Regions from separate parts of the Mus musculus genome. Here regions 2, 3, 4 and 5 are each linked to region 1. The links are chromatin contacts, called in public HiChIP or PLAC-seq and promoter capture Hi-C maps. All regions are on one chromosome and are shown on one strand. The core of a region is the stretch at or near the end of the contact, and the rest is flanking DNA. Distances in the headings are between cores, read along the strand shown. Region 1 holds the start of Zcchc7 (zinc finger, CCHC domain containing 7). Region 2 holds the start of Coro2a (coronin, actin binding protein 2A). Region 3 holds the start of Stoml2 (stomatin (Epb7.2)-like 2). Region 4 holds the start of Tstd2 (thiosulfate sulfurtransferase (rhodanese)-like domain containing 2). Region 5 holds the start of Tdrd7 (tudor domain containing 7).

The links. Promoter capture Hi-C pulls out the DNA fragments that hold promoters and counts their contacts. HiChIP or PLAC-seq counts read pairs in DNA pulled down with a chosen protein or histone mark.
Region 2: a contact with region 1 is called in a promoter capture Hi-C map of liver, with 3 times the contacts expected there. The contact joins the promoter of Coro2a here to the promoter of Zcchc7 in region 1. A contact is called at or near these places in 3 of 39 promoter capture datasets (hippocampal neurons and liver).
Region 3: a promoter capture Hi-C map of neutrophils shows a contact between it and region 1, with 4 times the contacts expected there. The contact joins the promoter of Stoml2 here to the promoter of Zcchc7 in region 1. A contact is called at or near these places in 3 of 39 promoter capture datasets (cranial neural crest, liver and neutrophils), 1 of 115 datasets of contacts at active chromatin or transcription factors (bone marrow-derived dendritic cells) and 1 of 9 other capture datasets (liver).
Region 4: an H3K27ac HiChIP or PLAC-seq map of microglia shows a contact between it and region 1, with 6 times the contacts expected there. The contact joins the promoter of Tstd2 here to the promoter of Zcchc7 in region 1. A contact is called at or near these places in 1 of 39 promoter capture datasets (liver), 1 of 115 datasets of contacts at active chromatin or transcription factors (microglia) and 2 of 9 other capture datasets (adipose tissue and liver).
Region 5: a promoter capture Hi-C map of neutrophils shows a contact between it and region 1, with 5 times the contacts expected there. The contact joins the promoter of Tdrd7 here to the promoter of Zcchc7 in region 1. A contact is called at or near these places in 5 of 39 promoter capture datasets (the 3T3-L1 cell line, HPC-7-derived erythroid cells, liver and 2 more).

Annotation. Positions count from the first base shown.
Region 1 is chr4:44,755,097-44,757,965 of GRCm38.p6, reverse strand. It overlaps Zcchc7 (zinc finger, CCHC domain containing 7), which reads right to left and starts at 1,407. Exons shown (of 9, transcript NM_138590.4): 1 at 1,274-1,407.
Region 2 is chr4:46,600,477-46,603,345 of GRCm38.p6, reverse strand. It overlaps Coro2a (coronin, actin binding protein 2A), which reads left to right and starts at 1,417. Exons shown (of 12, transcript NM_001164804.1): 1 at 1,417-1,529.
Region 3 is chr4:43,029,933-43,032,801 of GRCm38.p6, reverse strand. It overlaps Stoml2 (stomatin (Epb7.2)-like 2), which reads left to right and starts at 1,418. Exons shown (of 10, transcript NM_023231.2): 1 at 1,418-1,473; 2 at 1,694-1,831; 3 at 2,267-2,366; 4 at 2,504-2,562; 5 at 2,652-2,753. The coding sequence starts at 1,429. Fam214b (family with sequence similarity 214, member B) reads left to right here. Exons shown (of 9, transcript NM_001253353.1): 9 at 1-388.
Region 4 is chr4:46,136,949-46,139,817 of GRCm38.p6, reverse strand. Tstd2 (thiosulfate sulfurtransferase (rhodanese)-like domain containing 2) reads left to right here and starts at 1,343. Exons shown (of 10, transcript NM_173033.3): 1 at 1,343-1,438. It overlaps Ncbp1 (nuclear cap binding protein subunit 1), which reads right to left and starts at 1,307. Exons shown (of 23, transcript NM_001033201.3): 1 at 932-1,307. The coding sequence starts at 965.
Region 5 is chr4:45,970,820-45,973,688 of GRCm38.p6, reverse strand. Tdrd7 (tudor domain containing 7) reads right to left here and starts at 1,392. Exons shown (of 17, transcript NM_146142.2): 1 at 1,253-1,392.

The sequences.
Region 1 (2,869 bases), core at 158-2,657:
ATCAAAGGAGGTAAGGAATCCAAATGGGACCATCAAAGAGAGAAACAATGGGCTTGTCTCCATGTCAGAAATGCATGCTAAATTTACTGATGTTAACTTCTAACTACTCTTTGGACTCTGCTGGAAACAGTGCTTCTCCTATTTGTCCCATGCACTGTTAATCGTGTAGTTTTCATACAATTTTCACTTCCAATTCTTCCCTCAGATCATTCCCCATCCTCTGACTAAATGACAATAATTAACTGTCCCTAAAGCACAACACCGTCTTAAATACACACGCTGCAATTTAAGGTCTAAATGTTCAACACCAAGTCGAGAGCTTTTGAAGGGAGCCTAGTCATTAAATTAAGGGTGATTTTATACTTGGGAAAAACAGGCTCAGGAAAAAAATTATCCAATGGGCTAAAAAAGGCCCTTAAAAGTTTCCTTCTGCCGGGCGTGGTGGCTCACCCCTTTAATCCCAGCACTCTGGAGGCAGAGGTAGGCGAATTTCTGAGTTCGAGGCCAGCCTGGTCTACAAAGTGAGTTCCAGGACAGCCAAGACTATACAGAGAAACCCTGTCTCAAAAAAAAAAAAAAAAAAAAAAAAAAAAAGTTTCCTTCATTCAACCCTGAGACTTGAAATCACAGTAAACTCGACCTAAAGGTATTCTGAGCGTCGGCAGCTAATCAGTGATGGCTGGAACTGGGGGCTGCCAACTCCCAACCTCGATTTCCCCACAGTAAAATTGACTACAACTGTCTGCTGTTAGGGTGTGCGGGCGCGGGGGCAGAGGATCATCTTAGGATACCCTGGTTTTATATAAGGAATGGGGCATAGTTCCCAGATTCTTTGTGTCTACTCGTGAAGCGGCTACTTGACAGCACCAGCTTAAGGTGGCCCCCGACTGGACGCATCCTTGAGGGCCAGGTTCCCCTCAGCGAAGGGAGACCTCCACATTTCGGGACTGGCCCACCTCCCCAGGACGGGTGAACCGTGGGAGGCGGTGGAGTAACGCCGACAGAGAAGACGTGCCCGTCAAGGCCATCGCCGCCCAGCCTTGCCCAAGCCCTGGTCTCGGGCCGCCAAACCCCAGCCCGGTCACTGAGCCGCGTGGGGCGGCACGGAGCTGAGAGGCCATTTGCTGCGCTGCACTGCGCTGAGCCCCGAAGGACCGGGAGGGGAAGGCCAGAGAGGGGCACGCATTAGTTCCACAGCTCCGCGGGCGAGGCGGAGAGGGGAAGGGGTCCCCCGGCCGCGGGACAGCTCGGGGTCCGTCACACACATACTCACTGCCGCGGCCGCGACCAGGAAGCACCAACCAGGAACCGAAACGCGTAGAGGAACGGGGAGGGGCGAGGACAAATGAGGTAAGGAAGCCGCGTCCGCGCGGACTCCAGGGAGGAGAAGGTACTTCCGGGGAAAACAGAGCTCTTGGGAGCTGTCCTTCCGCCCAACCCGCGAGTCCTCCGAGCGCATGCGTAACGCTTATTAACCCTTTGTTTTCTCCGCCTATAAACTTTGTGTTTGGTTTTGTTCTTTTTTTCTTCATCCTTCCTTTCGAAAAGAAATCTCGGCTGAAAAAATTATGGTGCATATTTTTATCTTATGAGTTATACTAAATAGAAGCTACTTGAAGGGCAAAAGTAAGTGCGAGTTCACTTACTCCCGTGTTGGAAAGAAAACTACAATTCCCATGATACCTTGGTCCGGTCGGCAGGGGCTGTCTCTTTTCTAGCTCTGGGTGACGCCCTCGTAGTAACACGTGGCGCAGAGCAAATCGGCCCCTTTTCCGGGTGGAGGTCAGAGTTAGTAGGGGATTTAGGGTTAGTAGGTGACTTCGGAGAGGGACCTTGATAATGCCAGCGCGGGAAGAGGCATTTTTGAGAGTGTCTGGTTTGGGTTTTGGTTTTTCCGCTAGTGGGAATAGTGACCGCACGGCTTTTCTCACCTTAGGTTGTAAAGTGCACTCGGAGGTGCTTCCGCCTTGTTAACTGTTTGTGAACCGTGAAGAGCTGCACTCCTGCAACACGGAGTAAATGCTGTTCTTTCTGGTACTAGGAGACGGTGTTCACGGCCTCCAGCATTGGTTCCCTTGGTCACACCTTTAAGAAAAAACAAAAAAACAAAAAAACTTTAATTATGAGGTTGGACGTGTAACCCAGTTGGTAAAGTGCTTGCTTACCGCATAGAAGGCCCTGGGTTCATTTTTAAGTTCCACCACATAAGCAGCCTAGTACAGAGGAGGTGGAAAAAGGAAAATAAGGAATTCAAGTTCATCCTTAGCAACGTGGAGCAGTCAAAGATAGCCTGAGCTACTTAAGACCTTGTCACAGTCAAACACAAACAAACATAAGTTCATCTAAGCAACTTTACAAATACCGAATTAGGTACTGACAACATCCCTGATAGATGAGTTTGATTTTAAATCTTTTTGCCAACATTTATTGAACATATTAGAGCCAAGCTGTCAGCCTTCTACGTTATTAGAAAACTAAGCTTATATTTACTTAAACTAAATTATAGGGGGGTTGGGGGAAGAGTTTCAGGAAAATGTCAGGCTGTTCTAGAAAGTCCAGATAAAGTAGAAGAATTTTAAGGTCTTGTTACAGTATTAGGAGTTTGAAAATAATTACAAAATTCGATTAGCATTATGGTTATGTGCTAGGAAAGAAAGGGACAAGACACTATAAAAAGGCAAAATTGAAAAACCTATTTGGGGGATAGAAAAAGTGGTATAGAAGTAGGTCACATGTTTGGACAGTTCAGGGAATATGTGCCAAAGGAATGCTGTGTGTGTGTTTGTGTGTGTGTATGTGTGTATTAAAAGACTGAATTTTTAATCAAGGGCCATAATAACTCCTCTTAGTATATTGTTAGCTTACAGGT
Region 2 (2,869 bases), core at 168-2,667, 1.8 Mb before region 1:
GACCGACCTGGGCTATGTGGGACCCTCCTTAAAAAAATTAATAAATGGGCTGGTAAAATGCCTAAGAGGGTGATAGTGCTGTCTCAGGAGCCAGGCAGCCTGAGACCTGTCCCCAGGAACCATGTAAAAAGCTGAATGCAGCCCTCCTACTTGGAGATGGGAGGCATCTGATATATTGCCCGATAGCTCAGGGACAGTCAGCCAGGAATATGTAGCATTGCAGAAATAAGATGAAAGGAAAGAACTAACTTCTGAAAGTTTGCACACACACACACACACACACACACACACACACACACTCGTTAAAAAGTGACAAAAATGTTTTAGATTACCATGGACCCTTGAGGGCAAAGGTCCAACTGCTGCGGTTGTGCGCTGTGTGCTTCTGCCAGTGCAGCTCCAAGCGGGATGCAGGGGGAATTCAGACGTGGGAAACCCACAGCTCTAGGAAGAAAACCGGCCCAGGGCCCTGTGGTTCAGCAGGAACTAGAGGAAGGCTTTAGCGACTGCTGTTCTAAAGTGATCAAGGACTCACCAGAGCTGAGTGTGGTGGTGTAGTCCTACAATCCCAGCTCCTAGAGGCTGAGGGAGGAAGATGGCTAGTTCAAAGCCAACCTAAGCAATTTAGTGAACTCTTGTTTCAGAAAAAGAGGAGAGGTCTCACAGTGTAGCTCAAAGGTAGAATACTTGCCTGGCAAGCATATGCACGGTCCTAATGTTCAATCCCACCATCACAAATCATACACACACACACATTAAATTTGTTATAGAGCCTACCAAGAACTCAGCTAAAGTCTCAACTTCTTGTCTATGAAATGGGAGTATTATGACTACATTGAAGGCGTTGGTAGATCAAATGTAATAAATTGTGTTCTTAGTTAACAATATATACAATACCTACTTTGTGCCAGGTACAGTGCTAGTCTCCCTCCTCCCCCCCGCCCCCCACCAAACACATCACTACAAGACACGAAGAACACTTTCCAAGACAGGTGGTGTGGCGTGGTTATTATGAAAGATATGACGTCCTATCTTCCATATTCAGTGAGCACCCGGCTGAAAGAGGGAGCGGCTTGGACGCAGCGCCCCCTAATGGCAGCAGTGGGAAGGATCTCCCGGATGCGCAGCCGCCCTCCGCTCTCCAGTTCTCCCGCCGCCTGCAGAGCTGCGGTCCCGGCGCTCGCTGCGGGATCCAGCTTCGAGCCATCTGGGAGGCAGGCGCGATGACAGTCTCCATCTCAGCAAGGGGAAACTGAGGTTCGGGACCCGAGTCCCACCCAAAGCCTGCGGCGAGAGCGTGTCGGAGGCGAGAGTGTGTGCACGCGGGACGGGAACCGAGCTGCGGGCGACGGGCGGCGCACAGGCGGGGCCTCTCCGTCCCGCCCCGCCCCGACCCCGCCCGGCCCGGTCCCGCCCGCCGGGCTGCGCGGGGAGGCGGCGGCACTGGGCGCGGGGACTCGGCGGGCGGCGCGAAGCGCGGAGCGGGAGCCGGAGCCGCCGCCGCCGCCACCTGCGCGGCAGCCAACAAGGTAGGGTGGGACCGGGCCGGGCGGGACGCTCGCTGCGCCCGGGCTGCGGCTCTGTGGCGGGAGGGATGCTGTCCCCGGCGTCGCGGAGACCTATCCTCCAGACCCCCGCACGATCTCACACAAAGCTCTGCCCCGCTCCAGTCCTCAGTTTCCCCATCGGGATACTGGTGCGGCCGCTCCCTCAGTGGGTGACTAGGAGCAGCGACCCCCAGGTTCGCGCTCCAGAGGTTAGGGGCCAGTCCTTACCGCCCGCGCCTCTTGCGGCGGTGAGCGGCCCGCCCTGGGCGCGGCAGCCAGTCTCGACAGGCCCCGGTGTGGCCCAGGTGCCCCGTGGACCCGAGTCGTGATTGTTCCTGTCCTGGCTGGGTTACCCGCGGGGGCCTCAGCTTCCAGTCCCGGGAAACGGTGGAGGAGGAAGCATCCCTGAGTCCCTGCCGAGGCGACCTGGGCGCGCGGGTGGGGCGAGCAGTCTGCTACCCAGACCAGGCTCATCGCCTGGAGCTGGAGGAGGAGCCCCGCGCTGGCAATGGCCAGATCTCAGCCTCAGACCTGCCTGGACCCGAGCCGAGCAAACACCCACCTGCATTCGGGCAATGGAGAAGGACGTCCTGGTCCGCGCCCTGGCCAGCTGCCGGAGCCCAGTTCTGCGTACCAGCCTGGTGGGACAGGGTTGGTACTACCACACTCGGTCCTCAGTCCACTTGCCAGGAAAACAGTGTCTCCGGGGGTTGGGGGACTGAGCATGTATCTAGGGGTGCAGTGACTCCAGGATCTTTAAAGACCTCTGGTGTAGGGCTGGGAAGTTCTATAAGATGCCTTTTGATGAAGGTCTTATGTTGCATTCTTCTCGAGATGGGGACTCTCACTAGCGAAACTGGGGAATCTGGTCCCACTGTGGCTGCAATCCTGATAGTGTCCCTTAGCTAGCATGTGGCCCTTCTGTCTCAGAGCCTGCTCTTCTGCGAATGCTCCAGGGACTTGTTCATAACCACCTGTGCCTCAGCACAGGAATGTGTCCTTACACGTCCCTCGCCTCCAGACATCTCTTGAGGGATGTGGAGGGAGAGAAAGGCTTAAGCCCATCTCTGGACACTTCTGCCTCATTTCCTGACATCTGTCCCCACTAAGGAACAGGCTCAGCACCTCCTGATCGCCTGTCTCCCTCTCCCTCACCCAAGGACTTTCTTAAGGCTAAAAGAGGAGACCCTTCCCTTTCCCCAGGCCAGCGCCGGTAGTGAGCCCTACGTCATCTAAGTGTACAGGCAGAGGGCTGGGTGGGCATCATAGGGTGCTGTGCGTTGCCAGGGCCAAAGCAGTGTGGCAGGGGACCTTGCCCTGTG
Region 3 (2,869 bases), core at 169-2,668, 1.7 Mb after region 1:
GCCACCTCTTACCTAGGGCTCAGACTCACTTGTCCCTCTCCTCCTGCCTGTGTCTCCTTGCTTTGGTGTCCTGACTGAGGAAGGTGTCCAGGGACAGAGTCAGGCCTAAGGACTGGGGAACCTCCTCTCACCTGACCAGACTCTGACCCACCTACCTCAGCTGGGATGAGGGGTGCCCCTCATTCAGTCACATGGTTCCCAGTTACTCCACTCCTCACTTAAGACTCTGACCCAGCCTCAACCCTTAACTCTTGGGGCTTGGCTGAGGGGAACAAGCATTTGCTGAAACTTGAAAAACAAAACAAACAAACAAAAAAATGGGAAAAATTGTACCTGGTACATTTTTTAAGGAAAAAAAAAAGAATAAATTCTTGTTTGGAAACTTGAACTAACCTCTACTTTTTTTTGTGTTCAAGAGGATGGAGATGTGGGGCCTAAAGGGAGCTGGAATTCTGGCAACAAGCTCAAACCCATGAGATCTTAGGCTGGGATGAGCTGAGTCTTGGACCATAGTCTTAGTCCTTTTTGTATAAGGTGCTGGGGGCTGGGTGGGTAAAGTGAAGCTACAGAGGCTAAACTCTGAGAATCTGGATTCTTACACTGATTCTGTAGTTTAGCCCCATCAGAACCTCAGTGTCTGTATATGTAAAATGAAGGAGGAGGAGGAGAATGAGAAGAAGGAGATGAGGGGGGATACAGGCCTCTTAAAGCTTGTATTTGAGAGAGTGTCAGAGACCTGAGCAAGGTTGATGTGTTTCAGACAAAAATGAAAGGCTGAGGCTCTTTGTTTCCCTCTGTATGTAAGGGGATCATGCCTGACCGTTTCTGGCTCAGAAAAAAATATGAAAAAGAGCTGTTGATGCCTTGGGAAAAGAGGGAAGGGAGAAATCTCCGCCCAGTCCTAAGGTAAAGTTAGGCCTCCTAGTTACCATGACAACGGGAATGGGGTCAGTCCCCAGTGGGAGAGCTGGGCACAACAGCATGACTACCCAAGAATGTCACTATGGCAACCACGGGCAACTACTGAGCGCCAATCCAATCCATTGTCGTTATGGTGACAGATTAGGACAGTTATACACGAGCTGGAGGGTAAACTGAGTCACGGCTGTGGGTACAGAATTTGGTGGGCGGTGTTCCTGTACCACTTGCGGACGGAATATTGCCTCAATTTCTACCACAATGCCCAGGAGCTTCGTAGTTTTTGAGAACCAGAACAAACTTGCACTCTCGGGCTCTCTCTTCAAAGCCTACGTTTCCCAGGGAACGATTTGACGGACGCCGACTAGTGGGGATGGGAGGGTGGACTAATACGCCGGAAGTACGTCGGGCGGAGTGGACCAGCTGAAGGAAGGGCTCGGGTTCAGGCTTCACAAGAGGCCGCTCTGCCCCACCTCTCGTTGGTTCCGGAGGTCGCCGAGGCTGTGGGAAATGCTGGCGCGCGCGGCGCGGGGCACTGGAGCCCTTTTGCTGAGGGTGAGAGCGAGGCAACCTTCACCAGAGGCTCGGGACCGACATCACCTGGGTCTTGAGCTGGGAAGGAGTGGGCTTCTAACTTTGGGGGAAGGACTGTGGTCACAGGTCATGGTCCCCACGTGAATCACTCTCCGGGGACCCTTGGGGGGGGTGTCGAGATCTAGGGAGAGGGATTTAGGGATCCGCGCCTGGTCCCCAGCCTACTCTCGTCTTCCTTCAGGGCTCGGTGCAGGCTTCTGGCCGCGTTCCGCGCCGCGCCTCCTCTGGACTGCCCCGAAACACCGTGATCCTGTTTGTGCCTCAGCAGGAGGCCTGGGTGGTGGAGCGAATGGGCCGATTCCACCGGATCCTGGAACCGGTGAGAACCTCTCTTGCCCGCCCTCAGCCAGCCAGATCGTCTGATCGTTTACTCGTGTGGAAGTGGGACTTCCGTCGGGGCCTGTCTGCACTTCTAACCTGCGAGGACCAGTTCTAGCAGAGCCCAGTCTCCTGAACACCACCTCCGTGTTTCCCCGCTTTCCTAATACCCTAGTGACCCATAGGCTTCATTCCTGGAGCTACCATACTCTAAAGGCAGCAGCTCTTGCTGGCTTCCATTCTTGACATTCATAAGCCTAGTCTTATCTTTTTGTACTCTTAGGTTTCCCTACCAGTGACACCCCAGCCTTTGAGGCCATGATAGGAGGGATTGCTTCTCTATGTTTATACGTGACTTACTACTTACTCCAGACTTAGCTTAGAGTTCAAGTTTACTAGCCTCACCCTTCTGAGAATCTATGGCTCCTCTTCTCAGGGCCTGAACGTCCTGATCCCCGTGTTAGACCGAATCCGGTATGTGCAGAGTCTCAAGGAAATTGTTATCAACGTGCCTGAGCAGTCAGCCGTAACTCTTGGTGAGAGCGATGGGGTGACAGGGATGTGCTAAGTGCGCTAGGATGTGGTTGCTATAGATCCAGGGCTTAGGAGAAAGAGCTGGTTGGGACTTAGAGGTCTGACCGACAGTTTTTTTCTCTTCTGTTTGCTCCTGCAGACAATGTAACACTACAAATAGATGGAGTCCTTTATCTGCGCATCATGGATCCTTACAAGGTATCTGCCCTGGGTTTATCTAGTTTTCTGAACTGCCTCTTCCTTAAAATCCTGCATCTTCAGTTCTGATCCTATACCTGCCCTTTCAGGCAAGTTACGGTGTGGAAGACCCAGAGTATGCTGTCACCCAGTTAGCTCAGACGACTATGAGATCAGAGCTTGGCAAACTCTCTCTGGACAAAGTTTTTCGGGTAAGCGGATCTGGGCTGGAGTAAGGGCTTAAGTGCATAAACTGTTGACTCTTTCCTGGGGAGCAAGGTTAGCCAGGGGCCTTCCCAGTTTAGGCTTTTGATAGAGACACTGACTT
Region 4 (2,869 bases), core at 94-2,593, 1.4 Mb before region 1:
ATCATGAACTACTGGTGAGCACAATATCTCATTTAGCCCCCCGTAGAAACCAAATGGCTTAGTATTATCCACAGTCCACGCTTAGGTTTAAGAAGTCATATGACCCTGACAAGATCACATAGTAAATAATCGAGATGTCGAGCTTCGAACCTAAACCCTTCGGTTCTAAAGTTTTTTCTTGCCTTAACCCTTTGGACCTAACACTAACAGCTCCAAGTGTGTTCTTGAAAGGCAATAATGGTGCAACAAAACAAAATTTATGGCAACACAACGACGTCCTTGCCGGCGACCATCAAAACTGACATGAGAATTAATAATCTGCTCGGGTTTTCCTGCACTTTCTTATAAGGGAAATATGCTTAAAGCCAATCCAACAAAACACCCCGTGCCTGTTTATTAGTGACCTCTGGGGTGTTGGTATTCTTTTTTTGAAGCCTAAAAGAGGGGAATCAGCGGGTGGCAGGTGGAGGAGAAGGGCTCAGATTGCAATACATCCGACCTCTGTCATAGCTTTGTTCTTTTCCTGTCTTCCCAGGGTCCTTTCCAAGTACACCCTGGAGGGCTAAAAGGAAAACACTGGTCCACTAGATATATCTCCTCCACTAAGTGATCCTAAGAGGCAGCAGCAGACAGACACACGTGCGGTTTCCATGATCAGTAGTGAGGGATTAAGTCCTCAGTGTCGCGGGACCCCAGGTCGGATTTGCTCACGGGATTCACCAGGCCTTCCTTTCCCATGACTGAAGGAGATGGGGTAGCAGGGAGGCCGTCGCTTTCCCGAAGCCACTATCCACAACCGAGCCAGCAGCCTCCCTTTGGGGCTCCCCGAGCCCTCCCGGGGAGAAAGGATTCCTATCCGTTCCCGGGAGACTGAAGGCGAGCCCGGCCTCGGTTCTCACCCGGACGCAGTGGCCAGGCCGAGAGCACTTACCATCGTTCTCGTAGCTGTGCCGCCTCCGCGACATGCTGCTTGCTGGTGCGCAGCCGATCTGAGTTGCTAGCCGCCTGCAACCCCAGAACCGTCGGGCTGCCGGCCGGCCGGTGCGCGGTCAGCGGCGAGGCGCGCGGACTGAGCGGCGCGCAGGCGCACTCGCTTACGACGCCTGCCGGAAGCGCGTGCAGAGGGGCACCGGATGGGCTCCGCAGTGGAAGGCCGGCGTCTGCAAGTCCAATTGCGGCCGCCTCCTCCGGCTTTCCACCCCGGGCCCTTCTGGACAGCGAGCTAAATTATCCGGGCCGCAGCGATCCCGCCTCGGCTTTATACAGGCCCGGCGGGATTTTCCCGGCGGCCCCTGCGCCGACGACTTAGGAGACTTCCGGAGAAAGGTGACGGCTCAGGGACTCTCTGCGCACGCGCGCGCCGGGGGGCGTGGGCTCGAGGGCGGGGAGCAGCGCCAAGTTGGTGAAGGGAGACCCAGGAAAGGCCTAGGGTTTGCGGGTAGGTGTTCTCTCTTTCTCTCTCGCCATCCCGCTGTAGACGCCTCGGGAGACCTGAGCGGGGAGGAGGGCAAGCCACTTTCAGCGGTAGGGAATCCAGGCCCGTCCGGCTGAATCTGCTCACTGTAGTCCTACTGCCTACTTCTCCCAGCTGACGGACGCCCCAGCTACTGATCGGTGTGGTTCCAATTGTTCTATTCCTCTGCACGTGTACAGTATGTGGACGTCCTCTGCCCTGTGATGGACACCAAACTGTCTTGTCCATGGTCTAGCCCAAACTTTTCCTTCAGTCTTACCTGTTACAGTAAATGGCCGTTTCGGTAGTTTGCTTAAATCCAAGAATTTAGGGAGGAGTCATTAGCTCCTTCACTTCCTGTGTTACAGTTTATCCACTAACACTGCCTGCTATACTCTGAGAGCAAGTCTAGTCAAACTTATTTACTATGCTTAAAACTCTTCACAGACTTAAAGCAATATTTTATGTATTTGTAAGTCTGTACATCATCCTGGAACTGGAGTTTCAGACTCTCTGTGAGCAAGGAGGAGAGTGCGCGGGAGCGGGGTGGGGGTGCTGAATCCCGGGTCTTCTGCTAGAGCAGTAAGCACTCTTAACCAGTGAGCCATCTTGCCATCTTTCCGGCTCTACTTCTCTTTGTTTATTTTAAAGATTATCGTTTTTCTATTCTTTTCATTTATTTATTCGTACATGCAAGCAATCCATCTTTCCAGGAATTTCCACTGCGAATTCCAAACTATGGCTTCTTGGGTTCTGTTCCCGTCATTGTGTGTAAACCACCATGTTCTTCTGCTAAAGTCCAGCTTGTTCACATTTTAGGAATCAAGACTTATTTTCTTTATCTGTTGGTCTCTGCTCTGAAATTTACATGACTAACTGTCAGGGACCTACAGAGTTATTTCTCTGACTCCTCAACTCTTGCTTTATTTCATTCAGCAAGTACTATATTGTATTAATTAACATTTGTCACCGTCTGTACATGGGACAACGAGACGGTGTTCAGGATACTGAAGCCCTAAGTGACCCTCTCAGGAATGATCACAGGTACTGTAGTCTGACGGACTTAATAGCAAAGGGCGAGTGGTACAAATTATCACTCATCCTTTGCTATTGAGGACAGATTATCCAGAGTAAGACTTTGGAAGAGTCCTCCAAGAAAGGATTTTAATATATTCTCATCTGGCTCCAGTTGCCTGAAATGAGCCAATTCGAGCCAGATGAGAATATATTAAAAATGGGTTTATTGGGAATCTGCTCTCAGGTGAGTTCACTGACCGCTACCAGGATTGAGACCAGGGAAGTCACTATGGGGATGGGGGTGGAGGAGGGAAGAACACAGGAGCAAAGAAAGAAGGGAAGGAGGCCCAACAAGGAGGCCAAAAGGTCTGGATTGTATAGAGAGGAGCCTCTGGGGGA
Region 5 (2,869 bases), core at 143-2,642, 1.2 Mb before region 1:
AGGGATTACATTCCACTTTCAATCCACAGGGACTAAAATCTTAAGGCACTGCCAAGTGCTGCCTCACTGTCTTAGCAAAGAGAAAATCTACCAAAGAGAAGGGCTGAGGAGCTGCGGGCTCTATGGCCAGCACAGTCCTTTGCATGTAACTGAAGCTCGCCTACGTCAGCTGAGTCTACACTATATGCTAACTTATCCTAAAAATTTGCGTGTCCCTGTCATCAAAAACCTTGAAATCCCAACCTGTAAAATATGGGCAGTTTGGGTAAATAGAAAGCCTCTTTAGAAGATTATTATTATGAGCCAAAGACTTATCTTGTCTTGAGAACACTTCAAAGGGTCAGTTAGCTATTCCCATTCGGTTCTTGAGCAGACTTAGAGACCAGAGGTGCAATTGATTCCCGACCTTACATTTAAGCTTTAGAAGCTCAGATTCCAATACATTATCTGCAAAGGCCGCACTGTAGAATGCCACATTTTCATCCACATCATGGAGGTCGGGAAGAGACAGGGATTTAGTTCTAAATTACACTTCTGCCACTAAAGGCGTTTCTAGTTCCAAGAACACTTCTCTGCAAACGTCCACCTGCAGAGCATAGGTGGGCACCACCAACACGAATCGTGGTTTTCTCGGTTAGTTTGTGGTGTTGGTATCAGAATCCTTTGGGGTTGGGCTTTAACATCTATACACACCTCTCTTCCCTGCTCCCCAAGATGACTGGGTAGTGGTAGCCCTGGATATTGACAGAAATGTACCCTCAAGCGGACAGGAGCAGAAAGGCTGTCAGCTCCCACTTGACTTCCAAGACAACTTCTCCGTGAATGCTTGTTTCCTCCCCAGCGCTCACGGTTGACAGGAACGGCTACGTGTAGGTCCTGTGTGATGTGCGCGGCCTGCACCGGCCGGTCTCGAGGGCGGAGGCCGCCGCAGTGTGGCCCGCGGGGCTGGCACAACTGCGCAGAGCTCGGGTACCGCTGCCCAGCACGGGCGGCCGAGGCCGGTTGCTCCTGACCGGGAGCTACTTCCTGCTCAGAGCTGCGCGCCTCCCACGCCCCCCTCTGCAGCTCCTGCTGCACCGCGACCGGCTGGGTGGACGTCCCGGGGCGTCACGCACGACGCTCTGGAACCCCGCCACGGCGGGGACCAGGCCCGGGCCTGAGGCGCCGCGCCCAGCCGCTGTCCTGCCCGTGCCCTGCCGTCCCGCAGCCCGCCCCGCGTCGCCCGCACCTGTCGCGCCCCGACCGAGCTCACCTCGTCCCGGGGACCCGCGGCCCAAGCCCGCGCCTCTGGGCCCGGCTCCCTCCGCTCCCTCCGCCAGGGCGGCCGCCGCCCACTTTCGGTTTCCCCGCACGGCCTGAGCCGTGGCTTGGGAATCACCTAAAGCCCCGCCCTCTGGGCCACGCCCCGTCGCACCACGCCCCGCCCCTTCGCCGGCCGGCTTAGCTCTGCGCAGACGCAGGCGCTCCGGCCACGGCTGCCCACTTCGAGGTCCGCGTGTGAGAAGGGAAACCGACGCCGCCTAGCGGTTTCTGCGCGTGCGCACGCCGTCCTGACGCTCGGGGTGTGGATTTATTTCTCTTTCCACAAAGTTCGTTCTCTTCAGCATCTCAATACTTCTTTTCATCTTCTAGACAGTCTGTCTTTAGCTGTCTTCTAGGTCACTCTTTGGAGGAGGGGGACTATATTAAAATGCTTTGCCACATACCCTTCACGCGTGTGTAACAACGCTGCTTTCATCCACTGCTCTAAAACTAAAGCTGTTTGAGGGCAGAGATCCTAGAACACTGCCCAGTATATAATAAGCATAAAATAAATACTTATCAAATTCTTTAATTCATTCAAAACACGTTGAATAGCTGCTATTTATTCACTCCACGGTAATTCCACTAACATTTATTTAATGCTGGATTGCTTTAACCCGTTGTGAAAACTTGGCATCATTCTGTATATTTTTGCTGAAAGCCTGCTGCTGCTTACTCAATCAGCAATTTTTTTTAACAGTTTGAGGTACACTTGCCATACTATAAGCTGCACGATTCAAATGTACACTTTCATGTGTTTGGTATGCATACAACAGAGAAACAATCACAGATAGTAACATGAGGAACATAGCCACACCCTCAAAGTTCTCTCTCTTTCTATAATGTTTGCCTCATTCCCTACCGTTTAGTCCTGTAAGTGCCCACTTACTTACTATAGAGCTCTTGCTTTTTCTGGAGTTTTATATAAATATAATTATTTCATATGTATTGTCATTAAGGGGGAGGATCTGGCTTTCTTCACTCATCAGAATTCTATTGAGACTCTTCTGTGTCGTTGCATACACTAGTACTTTATAACCTTGGCTCCCTGAGTTTCCACTCCCTGGTATTGACCCAAGAGAAAGGAAAGGGCTTATTCATCACAGACCCGTACAAGGATGTTTAAATCAGCCTTGCTTGCAATACTTAAAGACACAGAGATAGCATAAACATCCTTCAGTGGGTGAGCAGACAATTAACTGTTACAGACTCAATACCTGCTGACAAATAGCAACAGTGTATAGGGCCTATAAACCTTGTGCTTAAGGAACTTTGCATTCATTGGGAAGCTGCAGTAGGCGATGAATAGACTGGAAGGAGATCGTGAAAAGCCGGATATCCTGTGCTCAGTAGGTTCTGTCTTAAGGCTTTGACCAGGGGTGTTCTTTGAACACTGTTCTCTTTCATAATCTCACATCTGGTCCCTGCCTAAAGCTGCCGAAGTGTCTCTGAAACAGAATTCTCTACATTGCCTTGATTCTATTTCAGTCTGTTTCAGATGTCTTTCTCCCTGCCCTGTCCGCTAAACTAAACATGACAGTGGCTTCCAGAGACCTAGAATAAAGCC